Regions from separate parts of the Sus scrofa genome. Here region 1 is linked to region 2. A link is a contact called in public Hi-C data. All regions are on one chromosome and are shown on one strand. The core of a region is the stretch at or near the end of the contact, and the rest is flanking DNA. Distances in the headings are between cores, read along the strand shown. Region 1 holds the start of PSMD4 (proteasome 26S subunit, non-ATPase 4). Region 2 holds the start of LYSMD1 (LysM domain containing 1).

What was found. Hi-C and Micro-C count contacts between places; a contact is called where the count stands out from the background.
Region 1: a contact with region 2 is called in a Hi-C map of skeletal muscle, with 8 times the contacts expected there. The contact joins the promoter of PSMD4 here to the promoter of LYSMD1 in region 2. A contact is called at or near these places in 1 of 5 promoter capture datasets (liver), 7 of 47 Hi-C or Micro-C datasets (heart right ventricle, liver, psoas muscle and 1 more) and 2 of 2 datasets of contacts at active chromatin or transcription factors (alveolar macrophages and skeletal muscle).

Annotation. Positions count from the first base shown.
Region 1 is chr4:98,002,577-98,007,456 of Sscrofa11.1, forward strand. It overlaps PSMD4 (proteasome 26S subunit, non-ATPase 4), which reads right to left and starts at 2,068. Exons shown (of 10, transcript NM_001044535.1): 1 at 2,027-2,068. The coding sequence starts at 2,052.
Region 2 is chr4:98,079,385-98,083,935 of Sscrofa11.1, forward strand. It overlaps LYSMD1 (LysM domain containing 1), which reads left to right and starts at 3,167. Exons shown (of 3, transcript NM_001243501.1): 1 at 3,167-3,942. The coding sequence starts at 3,763. SCNM1 (sodium channel modifier 1) reads right to left here and starts at 2,990. Exons shown (of 7, transcript XM_001929657.4): 1 at 2,821-2,990; 2 at 2,483-2,553; 3 at 2,154-2,242; 4 at 1,959-2,056; 5 at 1,762-1,850; 6 at 903-1,097; 7 at 460-654. The coding sequence starts at 2,871. The coding sequence ends at 555.

The DNA of each region.
Region 1 (4,880 bases), core at 818-3,317, 78 kb before region 2:
TCAATATTCTTAAATGCCATTTTGTACACAGTTCCACCTCCACCAGACTCAGAACTTTTTCAGCAGTCCTCTATTGAAGGTACAAGACAGAACTCAGTGTCCTTAGCCCGACAATTGTGGACTTCCATATACATTCTCCAAAAAAAAAAAAAGAACCATCTTAAACCAACAATTAAAACAACGTCACACCAATCTATTTCCTACTCCCTAAACATACCTTGAGAATTTACACTGCAGCAGCTTTATGCTCTTCTCTCCACGTGTAATAGCTTCCCTTCCTCAACATCTAAGACCTTTCTTAAATTCTTTCTCAAGGATTCCTCAAGTGCAATGGAAACCAATATACGTACAGTGCTATACAATTTACAGAGCTCCATATTATACATTTTACCTACCTAAGCCATAAGAAAAATAGATGTTATTATTCTCATTTTTTTAAAAAAGTGAGAGATTTAATACATTCTCAAGAACATGTAGCTAGTCATGACCTAAAACAGAGGTTTTTGATTCCAAATCCTGTCCTCTTTCTACGTTTTTTTTTGTCCTTTTTTTTTTTTTTTTTTTTTTTTAGGGCTGCCCCCATGGCATATGGAGGTTCCCAGACTAGGGGCTGAACTGGAGCTGGAGCTGCCGGTCTACACCACAGCCACAGCAACACTAGATCCTTAACCCACTGAGCAAGGAGAGGGATCAAATCTGCATCCTCATGGATGCTAGTCAGATTTGTTTCCACTGAGCCATGATCGACAGCAGAGTCCCAGTTAAATTTGAATTTCAGGAGTTTCCTCTGTGGCTCAGCAGTTAATGAACCCGACTAGCATCCATGAGGACTTGGGTAGCATCCTGGCCACCCACAGTGGGTTAAGGATCTGTCACTGCCATGAGCTGTGGCGTAGGTCGAAGACGCAGCTTGGATACTGCAGTGCTGCAGCTCTGGCAGAGGCCAGGGTTACAGCTCCTACTGGACCCCTAGCCTGGGAACCTCCATATGCCGAGGGGAGGCCCTAAGAAGACAAAAGACAATAAAATAAAAAAATAAAAATAAATTTGAATTTCAGATAAACAATAACTTTTTAGTATAAGTATGTTCCACATAATATTTGAGATATACTTATATCCATTTTTAACATCAAAACATATTGCTTATTTGAAATTCAAATTTAAATGGGCAGCTTATATGCAATCTAGCAATGCTAACCTCCTGGCAGAGATACTCTTGGGTGTCTGTCCATCCAACTGGCTATTTGTTTGTGTTTGCGTACTAGTCTGTGTTTATTCTATGCTCACACTTAGAAGAAACTCCTGAAACCCTGCAAAAGTTTGTGTTCTCAGCTTCTAATCCGACTCCTAATAGCTACTCAGCCAAGTATGAGACTGATGAAGAGAGCTAGCTCACTGGATAAGAGCCCTTGTGTCAGATAATTCTGGGTTTAAATTTTAGCTCCACTACTTAATTAGCTGTGTGACTTTGTGTAAGTCATTTTAAAATTGACGAGACTCCGTATCCTCATCTGTAAAAGGGAGGGACTTTAAGTATAGTGAGGTTTAAGTGAAATAAAGTAAGTTAAACGCCTGACATTTAGAAAGCAACCTGTAAGCTGTACCTTTGAAGATGATACAGAGAAAGGCAATAGAGTTAGACACGAGTAAATGGGGACGGGGAAGGGATTTATCATCTCTTCCTAACATCCATCATTTAGAAGAGGAGGGCAGAAGACCATCAGGATGAGTCTGAGAGTCGAACTCTAGCTAAAGACGCTGGAATAGAGAAAGGCAGCAAGAATCGGCCGGTCAATGGCTGTACGCGGGCTGAGGATTAAAGGGGGACACCCGGGGCCTGTTCTCCGGGAACTAACTCCGGGGCCCGGGGATGACTCAGGGAGTCGATGCACCGCCTTCCTTCCCGGCCCGGGGCCTCAACTCGCCCATAAGGCCCCGTCCCCACCCCAGGCCTGCCCGGCCTCCGAGCTACACGCGCCCCCGACCCAGTCCCGCTGCCCCACAGGGGCCCGAAGTAGTTCCTCACCAAACCATAGTGCTTTCTAACACCATCTTGCCAGCTTTCTCCCTCCCCGACCGGTTCTCCTGGACCACCTAACAACAACTCCTCCAATTGGCCCAGCGTTCATCACCAATCATAGGTCTCTGATCGACCAACTGGTTCCGCCTCCATCCTCCGCGATGCGTTCTGGGAATTGTAGGCGCCGCCAAAATAAAAGGGATTGCAGTTTCCTTGTGGCTGAAGGGGTTAAGGATTCTTCCTCGTCACTGCAGCGGCTTGGGTGGCTGCTGTGGCGCTGGTTACATCCCTGGCCCTGGAAATCCACATGCAGCCGGCGTGGCAAAAAAGAAAAAAGACAAGTGCTATGGTTATGTCTGTTCCAGCATCATCTTTTAAAAATAATGGTGGGATGACTAGTGACTTTTCAGCTCCCCCTGTTCCCCATGGCACTTTGTTCGTCTAACTGCTAAACCCTTTTACCCCTGAATTGCATTTGTTTGTGTATCTAACGCTCCCTTTTCATTAAGAGCAGGAAAGTTGTCTTTTTTTTTTTTTTTTTTCCATTATAGCTGGTTTACATTGTTCTGTCAATTTTCCGATGTAGAGCAAGGTGACCCGTTATAGCACAATTTTGAAGCCAGGTGATGGGTACATGGGGAACTCATTATACTTTTCATTCTTCTTTTGCATACATTTTTTTTTTTTTTTTTGTCTTTTTTTGCTATTTCTTTGGGCCGCTCCCGCGGCATATGGAGGTTCCCAGGCTAGGGGTCGAATCGGAGCTGTGGCCACCGGCCTACGCCAGAGCCACAGCAACGCGGGATCCGAGCCGCGTCTGCGACCTACACAACAGCTCACAGCAACGCCGGATCCTTAACCCACTGAGCAAGGGCAGGGACCGAACCCGCAACCTCATGGTTCCTAGTCGGATTCGTTAACCACTGCGCCACGGCGGGAACTCCAGGAAAGTTGTCTTAATCACTTCTATCCCTGAGCCCACTACATAGCCTAACACATGGTAGGAATGCAGAAAAGTTTTTACAAATCAATAATTTTAACTAATCTCCCAAAGAATGGGAGATAACTTAGTCAACCATATTGGATTTTAATCAAAAATTCCATTTAAGGAGTTCCCGCTCTGGCGCAATGGGTTACGAATCCCATGCAGAGTTGCAGGTGGCTATGGAGGTGAGGAATCCATCCCCATCCCCTGGCTGCAGTGGGTTAAAAGATGCTGCATTACCCCCTGTAGCTTAGGTTGCAACTGCAGCGCAATTCAAATCCCTGGTGCAGGAAGTTCGGTATGCCTTGAGTGGCATCACTTAAAAAAAAAAATTTTTTTTTTTTTTTAAATGCTAGGAGTTCTTTTGTGTCCCAGTGGGTTAAGGATGAATCCGTTATTGGAGTTCCTTTTGTGGACCAGCGGAAACGAATCTGACTAGGAACCATGAGGTTGTGGGTTCGATTCCTGGCCTCCCTCAGTGGGTTAAGGATCCCGCCTTGACATTAGCTGTGGTGTACTCAGACCTGATGTTACTGTGGCGTATGCCGGCAGCTGTAACCCTAACCTGGGAACCTCCATATGCCGCGAGCGAGGCCCTAAAAAGAAAAAAAGAATGCAGCGTTATCAGTGCAGCGGCTTGTGTTGCTGCTGTTGTGAGGGTTAGATCCCTGGCCCGGGAACTTCCACATGCCTCCAACGGGGCCAAAAATAATAACCATTATTATAGTAATAAATAAAAATAAAAATGCTTGGAATTCTTGTCGTGGCTCAGTGGTTAACGAATCCGACTAGGAACCATGAGGTTGCCAGTTCGATCACTGGCCTTGCTCAGTGAGTTGAGGAGCCGGCATTGCCATGAGCTGCAGTGTCGGTCGCAGACTTGGCTCAGATCCCACGTTGCTGTGGCTGTGGTGTAGGCCGGTGGCTGTAGCTCCGATTCAACCCCTAGCCTGGGAACCTCCATATGCCCTGGGAGCGGCCCAAGAAATGGCAAAAAGACCAAAAATAAATAAATAAATAAATAAATAAAAGAAAATGCTTTGGCTTACATTCCTGCACATACACCAACGTAAAGGAATTCCAGGTCTCTAACTTGGAGGGGGGCAAGGATGGGGACAGAGATGTTAGATGGAGATGGTAAATTCGTCGTTACTACCTAGACGTTTTGTTTGTTTTTGTTTTGTTTCTGCTTTTTTTTTTTTTTTTTAGGGCCGCACCAGAAGCACATGGAGGTTCCTAGGCTAGGGGTCAAATCAGAGCTACAGCTGCTGGCCTACACCACAGCCACAGCAATGCTGGATCCTTAACCCACTGAGCAAGGCCAGGGATTGAACCCACCACTTCATTGGTTCCTAGTGAGATTTGTTTCTACTGCGCCACTATGGGGACTCCTGTTTTTGTTTCTTTTGTTCTTAGGGCCAAACCTATGGCATATGGAATCAAAGCCAGCCGCTCCTGGGCCTACACCACAGCCGCACAAGAAGGGATCCAAGCCACATCTGCGACCTACACCATAGCTTATGGCAATGCCGGATCCTTCACCCACTGAGGGAAGCCAGGAATCAAACTCGAGTCCTCATGGATACTTGTCGAGTTTGTAAACTGCTGAGCCACAATGGGAACTCCCAGATGTTGGTGAAGTGGTTTTTTTTGGGGGGGGTATTGTTTTTTGCTTTTTTGGGGGGTGGGTGGCAGCCACAGCTTCAACATTTGGAAGTTCCCAGGCTAGGGGTCGAATCCAGAGCTACAGCTGCCAGCCTACACCACAGCCACGCAACGCCAGATCCGAGCCACGTCTTCGACCTACACCACAGCTCATGGCCACACTGGATCCTTAACCCACCGAACAGAGCCAAGGATCAAACCTGAATCCTC
Region 2 (4,551 bases), core at 1,917-4,416:
GCGCTAACCCCTCAGGGTTACTGCCAGTTCATCAGGGGATTATTTATACTCTAGGGATCAGCAGGCAGGGAGGGTCAAGTTACCAGGAGGAGGTGGGGGGAGCTCTCTCCCTTGGTGTCCCCCATAACCTGGCCAATGCCTTCAGTCCCTTCTGCTCTCACAGGGTGGCTAAGCCCTGGCCCTGTTTCCAGACCTGTCCAGCTCCCACCCCCACCCCACCCAGTGCCTACCCAAAAACTTCATGTCATTTGAAGGAGGAAAAGACTCTGAGTGGAGGTGGGGAAGAAGTCAGACAACATGAAGGGCAAAGACCTCCTTCTGACAGACTTATTTTAGGGCACCGGGCTGCATGCAGCTGACGCTTGGCATGACTTTGGTAGAAGTGGGGGGAGGGGCTAGAAGTATGGGGAGCTGTGTACATTGCAGGGAAATATTGGCCAGGCTGAGAACGAACAGACCTGAAATCCTGAAATGAGACAAGGAACCAGACTCAAGGAAAGTCAGGCTCCCAGCGCCCACTATAGTTTATTTGTGAACTGAATGGGGAAAGAGTGTCAGTCCAAGGGGAGATCAGGGGGTTCCTCTTCATCAGAATCAAACTCAACATTCTCATCTTTTATCCATCGACCTTGTCCATCTGGGATCCATCCAGAACTGGAAATATCAGAACAAACAGAATCGATCAGGAAAGGAAATGTGTTAAGAATTTAGTAGCGGAGTTCCCTGGTAGCTCGGTAGTTTATAGATCTGCATTGTCACTGCTGTGGCACACTTCTGCATGCTGTGGGCATGGCCTCCCGCCCCCCCCAAAAGCTAGTAGGGATAAGTAATATTTGAGGTTTGAAAAAAGGAGAGCCAGAGAGAAAAGGGACAATCTGAGGAAAGTGATTCCGTACACTCACCTTCGAAGGGTGAGATAATGATCCAGAGCCCGTCTTCTTGTGGGGCTCATAGGTGCAGGGGATGAGACAGTGGCTGATTCCTTGGTTTGTGATGCAGCCGCAGGCTCAAGTTCCCTACTGATCCTCTCACTTTGGGATTCAACCTCTGGGGGTGAAAAAGCGGAACGAGAGACAGAGGGACGAGGGGCTTCTGGTCTGGGTAGAGAAGAATCAAAGTCTGTAAAAGCAGTAAAGGAAAGGACCAAATCTCCTGTAACTCCCAACCCCTTAAAGCAGTGCTTCCTAAACTGTATTCCTCAAGATATTAACAGGTGTTCTGCATAAAAAGGATTTTGGAATCAAATGAACTTAAGGAAAGCCTAAGTTAGTTTTTTCAGCTTTTTTTTTTTTAAGACTGTGTAGAACCCTGAAAATATACTGTTACTATTCTTTTTTTTGGTCTTTTTAGCGCTGCACTGTGGCATATGGAGGCTCCCAGGCTAGGGGTGAATGCAAGCTACAGCTGCCAGCCCTTACCACAGCCACAGTAACATGGGATCCGAGCTGTGTCTGCAACCTACACCACAGCTCACAGCAACACTGGATCCTTAACCCACCAAGCAAGGCCAGGGATCAAACCCTCATCTTCATGGATGCTGGTCGGGTTTGTTCACCGCTGAGCCATGATGGGAACTCGTAATATTACTATGCGTCAAACAGGATTACAAAATCCTATTTCCCAAACAAAATTCTTTTTTCCTGAAATTCAAGTTAGCATTTCCAGAACACTAGTATTCCTCAGAATCCAATTTGGAAAACAGTACTTTAGAGCGATCGATCTCCTGTTCCTCCCTACTTCTGGATTACCCACCCCACAGACCTGTTCTTTCGGCGGCAGCAACTGTTATAGTGAGGAGCTCTGTGCAGAGCACTCTGGGTAATAAGTCGAGTCTGGGTTAACAGAGGAGCCTGGCATGGAGATGGGAGACAAAGTCAGAACCTTCAGAGCTAGAAAGAATCCAGAGCCTTCAAGCCTAAGGTGTGCAGCCTGGAACACACCCTCCCCTCTCTGATTACCTCTGCTTTGGTCTCTTCTCTCCTCAATTCATTCTGTTGTCTTGGATTTGGCTCCAGGCCCTTTCCTGGGTGCTTCTTGCCATAGAAAAGCTGCAGGCCTCAGGAGAAAGGGAAAGAGAATTAAAAGGAGGGCACCCAGAGTGAATAAACCCTTTAAGGGTTTATTCTCTATGCTCTGTCTTCCCACAAACTTACTGGACAGATGTTTCTTGCCTGCACGGTGGGCAGTCAACATGGCCAGGGTGTCCAGTACCGGTCGGTGAGGACAGATGGCACAAGCAAAGCTAGAGAGGAGGAGAGAAGATAATTGGTTCCTGGGGAGTGGAGTCTCTGCCATAGGTTCCACCACAGCCTAGAACTCCTTTCCAAAGCCCAAATCCCAAGTCTCCCAGTCTCCACCACCAACATCCCTGTTACTCACTCCCCGCCAAAGATTCCTTGTTCTTTCCAATCTGCTTAATAACAAAAGTTTGTTGAGCCTCTAACCGCAGAACCCCCAGGCTTGATCCACTCCTAGTCCTCACCGTCCATCCCGTAGCATCAACGCCTCATCCTCTGGGATGTAACTCGCCAGCAGGTCCCCGACTCTCCGTTTCTGCAGGGAACAAGGGAAGAAATGAGGACGGGGTCAGCTGGATATGAGGGAGGAACAAAAAGGAAATGACAAGGACGAGGACTCAAAGGGAATAAAGGCCACAAGAAGGGTAGAGATCTGGGCTGAAGAAGGGGTGTCGGCCCAGTTCCAATCGTCTGGCTTCCTCCGCCCCCCTCCCCCGAGTTGTTGCCACAGCAACAAAACAGCTCCCTCACAGCCTTCAGACGGCAACTGAAGCTGCTCCAGATGCTCTCCTCTCGCGCTTACTTTGAGCACATTGAGTTGACTCCAATCGTCCCCTTCCCTCTTGAAAGACATCACGACTGTGAGAGCCCCAGAAATATAAGTTTTATCGCGCCGCGTTCGCCACTCCTTTCAGGCCACCGTAGCAAGAGTGGGACGTCTCCTTTCTTTCCTGTCTCTTTCCGGTTGGCCCCCTTACTTCCGGGATGCGCTTCCACGCATGCGCCGCGCGATCCCGAAAACCCGCCTCTAGCCCATAGAGGGGACTGCATTTCCTATGGTGCTCTGCGACCCCGCCGGCGCGGAGCCTTTTGGGAAATGAAGTCTTTTTTCAAAGAGCTTGCCGCCCTGCCCGATTCAGGCCCTTGCATCTTGGCAGATTAGAGGCGTTTGGAGAAAGAGGAACCTAGCTGTGGATCCCGAGTTTGAGAGTGTGACTGATTTGATGCGGAGCGTACCTTTGAGGATCTCTCAGGGGAAAGTGTGCTACAGATTCTCGCGGTCATCACGCCCTTCGCCTGAGGCCACAGCCCACCTGGAGTGGGCCTGATTAGTTCCCGACCCTAGCGACCAAGCCCGGGACGCGCGGAATCGGGGTTGGGGGCTGGGAGGTCTGGCGGACCGACCTGGGGGCAAACTCTGTAGTGTAGAGGAGGGTGTCTAGTGGTCAAAGGTCAGAGGTCAATGTCGCGAGTTGTGGGGGATCGAAAGTCGGAGGGGTACTAAGGAGAAACTCAGGTAGGGACTGAACAGTCAGGTTACAGGTTTGTGGGAAAAGGCCTTGGAAGGCGGGGAAGCCAGGAGTCAGAGGTCGCCTAGTGGGGGGAAGGCGGAGAGACTTAGGAGAGAACACAGAAAGGGAAAGGAATCCTCCAGATTTTCATTCCCAGACCCCGGGCCTGTCACTATCGGTCACTTGGCCGGGCCTCCCGCAGTTGCAACTCCAGTTGTCCGCAGGGTGAGGAGATGGCCTCTCCCTCTAGACAGGCCCCCCTCGGGGGGTCAGGACTGCTTCAAGGGAGCCGGGCTCGTTCTTATGGAAGCCTTGTGCAGTCTGCCTGCTCCCCGGTGAGGGAAAGACGCCTGGAGCATCAGTTGGCGCCCGGAGACACCCTGGCTGGACTAGCACTCAAATACGGGGTGACGGTGAGTCTTCCAGGATTGGGACGCAGACACTCAGAAAAGATTTATTCCTCATGAGGATATAGTGGCCCTCTGGGCAACTTCACCTGAAATTTTCCTAATTGTGTCTAAATTAGTTAATTGTGATAAATTAATTGACAAGGGTCCCATCTCGTGTTGCACTGTCTGGTTGAGACAAATCCTGTCTCAATATCCCGGTGGAGGTGAGCAGCTCTTATTTATTATACCAGTCACTATACTAAAGACTTTACATCCATTAGCGCATCTGATCGTCACATCCCTATCAAGCATACAATTATTATACCCTTTTTATAGGTGAAGAAACTGAGACTTAGATTGGTTAACCAATTTGACCAAGGTCAAATAACTAGTAAGTGCTGGAGTGAATATTCAAACAAATCTATCTTACTCCAAAGCCCATACCCTTTTGTTTTATTTTGTTTTGGCCAGGGATTGGCCAGGAAGTTCCTGGGCTAGGTATTGAACCCTCACCACAACAGAGACACAGCAGTGATGCCACCAGACCCTCAACCCACTGAGCCACCAGGGAACTCCAAAGCCCCTACAATTAACCACATAGAAATGTTTTAAATGAGAATGTTGAAACATTTA